Regions from separate parts of the Mus musculus genome. Here region 1 is linked to region 2. A link is a contact called in public promoter capture Hi-C data. All regions are on one chromosome and are shown on one strand. Each heading gives the region's core, a stretch centred on a gene start, on an enhancer-like site or on the middle of the called end of the contact. The rest is flanking DNA. Distances are from core to core; before and after follow the strand shown.

Region 1 (2,700 bases), core at 86-2,585, 200 kb after region 2:
TCTTTGGTACAGTTAGCAGAATGAAGCAATGCAGTTGGGGAGGAGAGGAGACTTGCACGGCTGATCTAGCATCATTCTGACCTAACCTCTGTTGGAACGATTTTCTGGTGAACAGACTGTTGTCTCAAAAAGCCAACATAGGATCCCCCTCTTCCACTGAGTCCTCCTGGCCAGGGCCAAGTTACTTATCTCAGAGTCTTAAACCATCCGTAAAGAGAACTGACTTAATCTCTGACTCAGAGCCAGAAACCTGGCCTGGCACAGTGTGAGTAACTATGGTGATGACCTAGGAACATCCCACAGGGGCGTGAGCAGTGAGCCTTTCAGCAGCTTATTCGACCACACCTGCCAGTGGCCCATTCTGGACAAGCTGCCCTCTCTACAGAGTGGCTTAGAGCTCTGGGTACGACACTCAGATATAGCTGGAGCTAATTTAAAATACGTATACTCAGGTTATTAGGGGAAATCTTCACTGAATCTTTTCCTTTGATTCTTGTGACCCAAAACCTGAGTAACCACATAATTGGCCATGAATCACCTAAAATTTTATTATCCCGAGACTCCATTTGGCATTTTATTAGAACGAAGGGCAAAAGAGAAAGGCTGTGTCCAGTGCTTGTGGTGTGGGTCTCACATGTGTGGGCAGATTCAGGTAAGTATGAAACACCTTTGTGACTCCTCCAAGTCATAGCTGTTGGCAAGGCATTGGGATGCATGACTGACTGTCTTAGTATGCCAGAGATTATGAGTTTGAGACCAGCCTGGGCTGAAAAATGGTTGCCTAGCATGGCTCCGGGAAATCCTTTTGGCTTGATCTGTAATATCATTATTATTCAAGGCGTGCGTGCTTTTATTTCTTTCTTTGTTGTTTTTTAAAGTATTTGTATGTTGTGAGCATACACCTGGAGGTAAGGGCAGAATGTGTGGGATCCTGGGTCTCATATGGCTTCCAGAGATCAAATCAGGAGGCCAGGCCCTGTGGTAGGTGACTTTACCCAGTGAGCCAGCCGTCTTGCCAGCCTCATTTGCTGTCTTGAGGCAGTCTCACTATGTATGACCCCAGGATGGCCCTGAAGTTGCCCTCCTGTCTCCAACTCCTAAGCCCTAGGGTTACAGCGTGCCCCTCCATACCCACCCTGCTGGAGTTACAGCCTGCCTCTCTTGGCACAGCCTGCTCCTGCACTCCCTTTATGCTGCTTTTTCAAAAATTTTCCTGGACAGTCCTAGCCAGACAGGGTGGTTTACACCTATAATCCCAGACATTAGAACACCATGACAGAACTGCCACAAATTCAAAGCTAGCCCAGACTACAGAGTCAGGTGGGTGTGTCGGGTGTGGGAGGGGGAGGAAATAGGAAATCTGATCTGAGTTGCTTAAGCATCTGAAGAGGGTGGCAGTAACTAGGCTGTAAGGACAGTTGGTTAAGGCTGCGGGTGACCCCAGCTTTGTCAGGTGTAGAGGTCACGTGTCCTAGCCCATCATCCCTTTCCCTGCCGGCCTTATACTGCATACCAAGGGATTATGTGTGGTATTGGCTGTACTTAACTTGTAAAAGAGGATGAATCCGATTGCTTATCTGCAGGCACATCCTTGCTGTTAGTGCTTTGCTGGCTGCTAAGACTGGATAGTAGAATGCTGTCCCCAGTTGGGAGATAGTGTGGATTCCACAGAGTCCTAGGAATCCAGAAATTGTGCTGCTTCCTTTCAAAGAGAGGATTAGGAACAGGCCATAACTGCCTGAAGCCTGCTGCCTCTAGGCTGAGATTCTGTGGGCTCTAGTAGCCACTCCTAGCTGGTATTTCGTGGCTTATCGTTGCCCATAATCAAGGGTTTTAAAAAGGAACAGAGTGTTCTCTCTCTGTCTCAGAAAAACATGATAAAGATTTTAACTTTTTATTATTTTTATAAGGTACAGGGTCTTGCTTTTTTATGTAACCCAGGCCGGCCTGAACCCTCACTCCTGCATCAGCCTCCCCAGTGCTGGGGTTATAAACATGCGCTGCTGTGTCCAGCCCGGAATTTAACCCTTTGCAGCAAACTCATCCATAGCTTCCCATCTTCTAGCACTTCAAACAGTCTCTGTTTTATGTCTAGTGTTTGTTCCAGTCACTGTAAAGTCGAATCGAAAAGGAGAACCATCTCAGAAGACCGTGTGTTTGATTTCCAAGTTTCGGAAAGTGACTTTTAAAGAACAGAGAAGATTAAACACCCTAGGAAGGACACACACACACACACAGTCATGGTCCCCATGACTGGATTGATCTTACAGAGAAGGAACGGGAGGCCTGAGTGTGTGTGCTTAGGGACTTCTGCCTAGCTCAGCTGTTCCACTGAAGAAGTCTGGAGTAGAGCTTGCTGGCACTTAATCCAGATCACATAGGCATAGGGTTTTAAGTAACTGGAGAGACACTGAAAAGAAGATAAAGAAGTCAAGTGTATCCTTCATCTGTAACTGGAGGCAGTCCCCCTGCCTCAGATTTCTCTTGTGCTGGAATGATAGGTGAGAGCTACTTTAAGCCGGCAGATGCTGGCTTACAATTTTACTTTCATTTATTTATTTTGAATGAATTTGGGCTGGTATTTAAATGCCTGAGCCCCTGGGAGACATTTCTTATTTTAACCACTATGTTCCACTCCCTCACCCCTATAATCATATAATGCAATGTGCTTTCAATCCAACTTCAAGGTCTCTCACTGTC
Region 2 (2,700 bases), core at 121-2,620:
ATCTTCTCTAAACAACCTGGAATTTGCAGTGCAATGTAAATGCTGCATAAATGGTCATTGGACTCTTTTGGTCAAGAATAATGACAGGAGTTGGTGGAAATGTTTCAGTATGTCTTAGTTAGGGTTTCATTGCTGTGAAGAGACACCATGACCAAGGCAGCTCTTATAAAGGACAACATTTAACTGGGTCTGGCTTACAGGCTCAGAGGTTCCGTCCATTATCATCATAGCAGGAAGCATGGCAGCATGCATGCAGGAAGACACGGCACTAAAGGAGCTGAGAGTTCTATATCTTGTTCCAAAGGCAAACAAGAGAAGACTGGCTCTTCCACACTGGGCAGAGTTTCAAAGTCCACCCCCACAGTGACACACTTCCTCCAACAAGGCCACAACTCCTCCAATAAAGCCACGCCCCCTAAGAGAGCAACTCCCTGGGCCACACATATTCAAACCGCCACACAGTACAAAGAGAATTAAAAATATATATATATATATATATATATATATATATATATATATATATCTGCAGTGTGTGATTGGTTGAATTCAAAGACGCAGAATCCACGGGGAGCCAACTGTACTGTATATTTGCCAAGTTTGGAATATTACACACCGTTACAGGGAGGGTAGAGAACCTGTTTGTTATGGAGGGCTCCCCCCACATGTGTAAATACTTTGGAGTCCCTTTACTGTGTAGCCAGCATATGGTACCTTCAGGAGGTTCTACAAAGCCAGGCAGGGACAAATCATGTGACCTCGTTTGCAGACATTCCCAGACCACCAGAAGAAATTCAAGGATTGACATTGCCCATGTGCGTCCCAGGAACTGTCTGAATTAAGGGAGTAAAATGGGACTAAGCAATAGGTGGTCCATGGTTGTCACAGAAAACAGAAGTCCTCCAGCTCACATGACTCTGGGTCCTTGAAATCTGATAATGCTGATAAGTCACTTCCTCAGAAGCGCTGCTTGGCCAGATCTCCACAAAGAAAAAGAAAAAGAAAAAGGAAAGAAAAGAAAAAAAGAAAAGAAAAAGAGCCGGGTATGGTGGCGCATGCCTTTAATACCAGCACTCGGGAGGCAGAGGCAGGCAGATTTCTGAGTTCGAGGCCAGCCTGGTCTACAAAGTGAGTTCCAGGACAGCCAGGGCTACACAGAGAAACCCTGTCTCAAAAAAAAAAAAAGAAAGAAAAGAAAAGAAAAAGTAAAACAAACAAAAAATTAAACAACAACAAAAAAACCTCATTCTAAAAGAGCCAATGCCAAAATAAAACAAACCAAAAGAGGTGCATCATTGGTGCCTTCTGCCGTGTAGGCTCAGAGGATGGCTCAGACCCAGCAATGATCATTCAGGGGCCGCTGTCCCTGAGTGAAGCCAGCAGCCAAGACAGAAGAAAAGAGCCCAGCTGGTGTCCAGCCAGAACAGCACCAGGGCACAAGGTGGCAGCTGCCAGGGCTCAGCCTTGGGCAAGAATCCAGAAAAGATGAAGTCATTTTCTGACCTGTGTCCCAGCCAGGAGTTTGAATGCAAAAAGGGTTATCGGTGAACTTTCTGAATGTCTTCTGAGGCTTGCTTTCAGCTCAGAGGCAGAGCTCTGGCACAGTATGGGCAATGGCAGCCAGTGTGTCATGGGACACTGCCTTATAGACAGCTGCAGTCATTACACAACACTCAGGTACTAAGACGGGGGCAAGTTTGAACTATTTCCCTATCACAAAACGCCTACCTTATTCTCCAAAATGTGCTGTTTTCTGTCTTTTGTGCTAAAGCACAAAGACTGTGTTACCGTTGTGTGTGTGTATGTGTGTGTGTTGTTTTTTTATCTCTAGGACATCCTTACCTGAGTATGTGTTGTGAGCTAAGCCAGGTTGTAGACCCCCATCAGTCTCATCTCCAGCCTTTCCCTACTGTGTGGACAAAGCTATGGATTCTCAAGAAAGCTGCTGGGGGAGCCCTCCTGAGACTTCAGACACCTGTATCTATTTTTCTTCACGGGGGGGGGGGGGGGGGAAGTGGGGTGTGTGTGTGTGCAGAGTCTGCTTGACCTGCCAAGAAGATGTGAAACTAACAAAGAAGTTTCCCATGGGGGGGGGGGGAGTGTTGTGAGGGGGGGCAGGCAGCCAGCAGAGGGCAGCTGTTCCAGCCACGCCACCTCAGCCTCACTACCTGCACCTCTAGGGTCTCTGCCTAAGGATGCTTCCCTCTTACCTCATGTTTAGGGGTTCTGGAGTGACAGCCACGATGGCATGGGGGCGGGGGCGGGGGGAGAGGGGCAAGGCACTTGAGTGCACACATGCATAATCTGGATTCAGGGATGAGGTCATATTCCCAGTGTGAGGGAATTCCCAGTGTGAGGGTTGGGAGAAGAAAATGGCTTTGTTACAATTCTGCTAGACTCCTCACTGGCCCAGGACAGTGCGGTTGTCTAGAGAATGTTCCTCATTGACAGCCCAATGAGAGTGGAGCCCAGAAAACTCCCCAGATGAGGTCATATGAGAGACTTGATGGGGGTGGGCGGTTTGGGGGAAGGGGAGGAAAGACTGGCAGAAATTAAAGATATCTGAGCTGACATTAAAGACATCAAGAGCTGGGGTGGAAGATTCTCCTGGGACCTGGAGGACACAGTGGGGGTCCTGGGGGGACAGTTGAGACAGAGGTATGCAGGCTTGGGGACTCATAGGCCCTCTGTATGAGGTTTGTT

What was found. Capture Hi-C pulls out chosen DNA fragments and counts their contacts.
Region 1: a contact with region 2 is called in a promoter capture Hi-C map of adipose tissue. The contact joins two enhancer-like sites. A contact is called at or near these places in 1 of 484 Hi-C or Micro-C datasets (muscle stem cells), 19 of 115 datasets of contacts at active chromatin or transcription factors (the HPC-7 cell line, Th17 cells, acute myeloid leukemia and 11 more) and 3 of 9 other capture datasets (adipose tissue, liver and pancreatic islet).

What each region holds. Positions count from the first base shown.
Region 1 is chr14:60,726,011-60,728,710 of GRCm38.p6, forward strand. The region is part of intron 4 of Spata13 (spermatogenesis associated 13); the gene reads left to right. Among named protein-coding and RNA genes, the nearest start is that of Gm34997, 41 kb to the right of the region's middle. Within about 2 kb of position 1,336, at least 64 of the 459 cell types and tissues checked have an H3K27ac peak or open chromatin away from gene starts, as enhancers often do. A contact at or near this core is called in adipose tissue and heart atrium, where this site is marked.
Region 2 is chr14:60,527,796-60,530,495 of GRCm38.p6, forward strand. It overlaps a transcript of Spata13 not described here. Among named protein-coding and RNA genes, the nearest start is that of Gm41166, 94 kb to the right of the region's middle. Within about 2 kb of position 1,371, at least 79 of the 459 cell types and tissues checked have an H3K27ac peak or open chromatin away from gene starts, as enhancers often do. A contact at or near this core is called in adipose tissue and heart atrium, where this site is marked.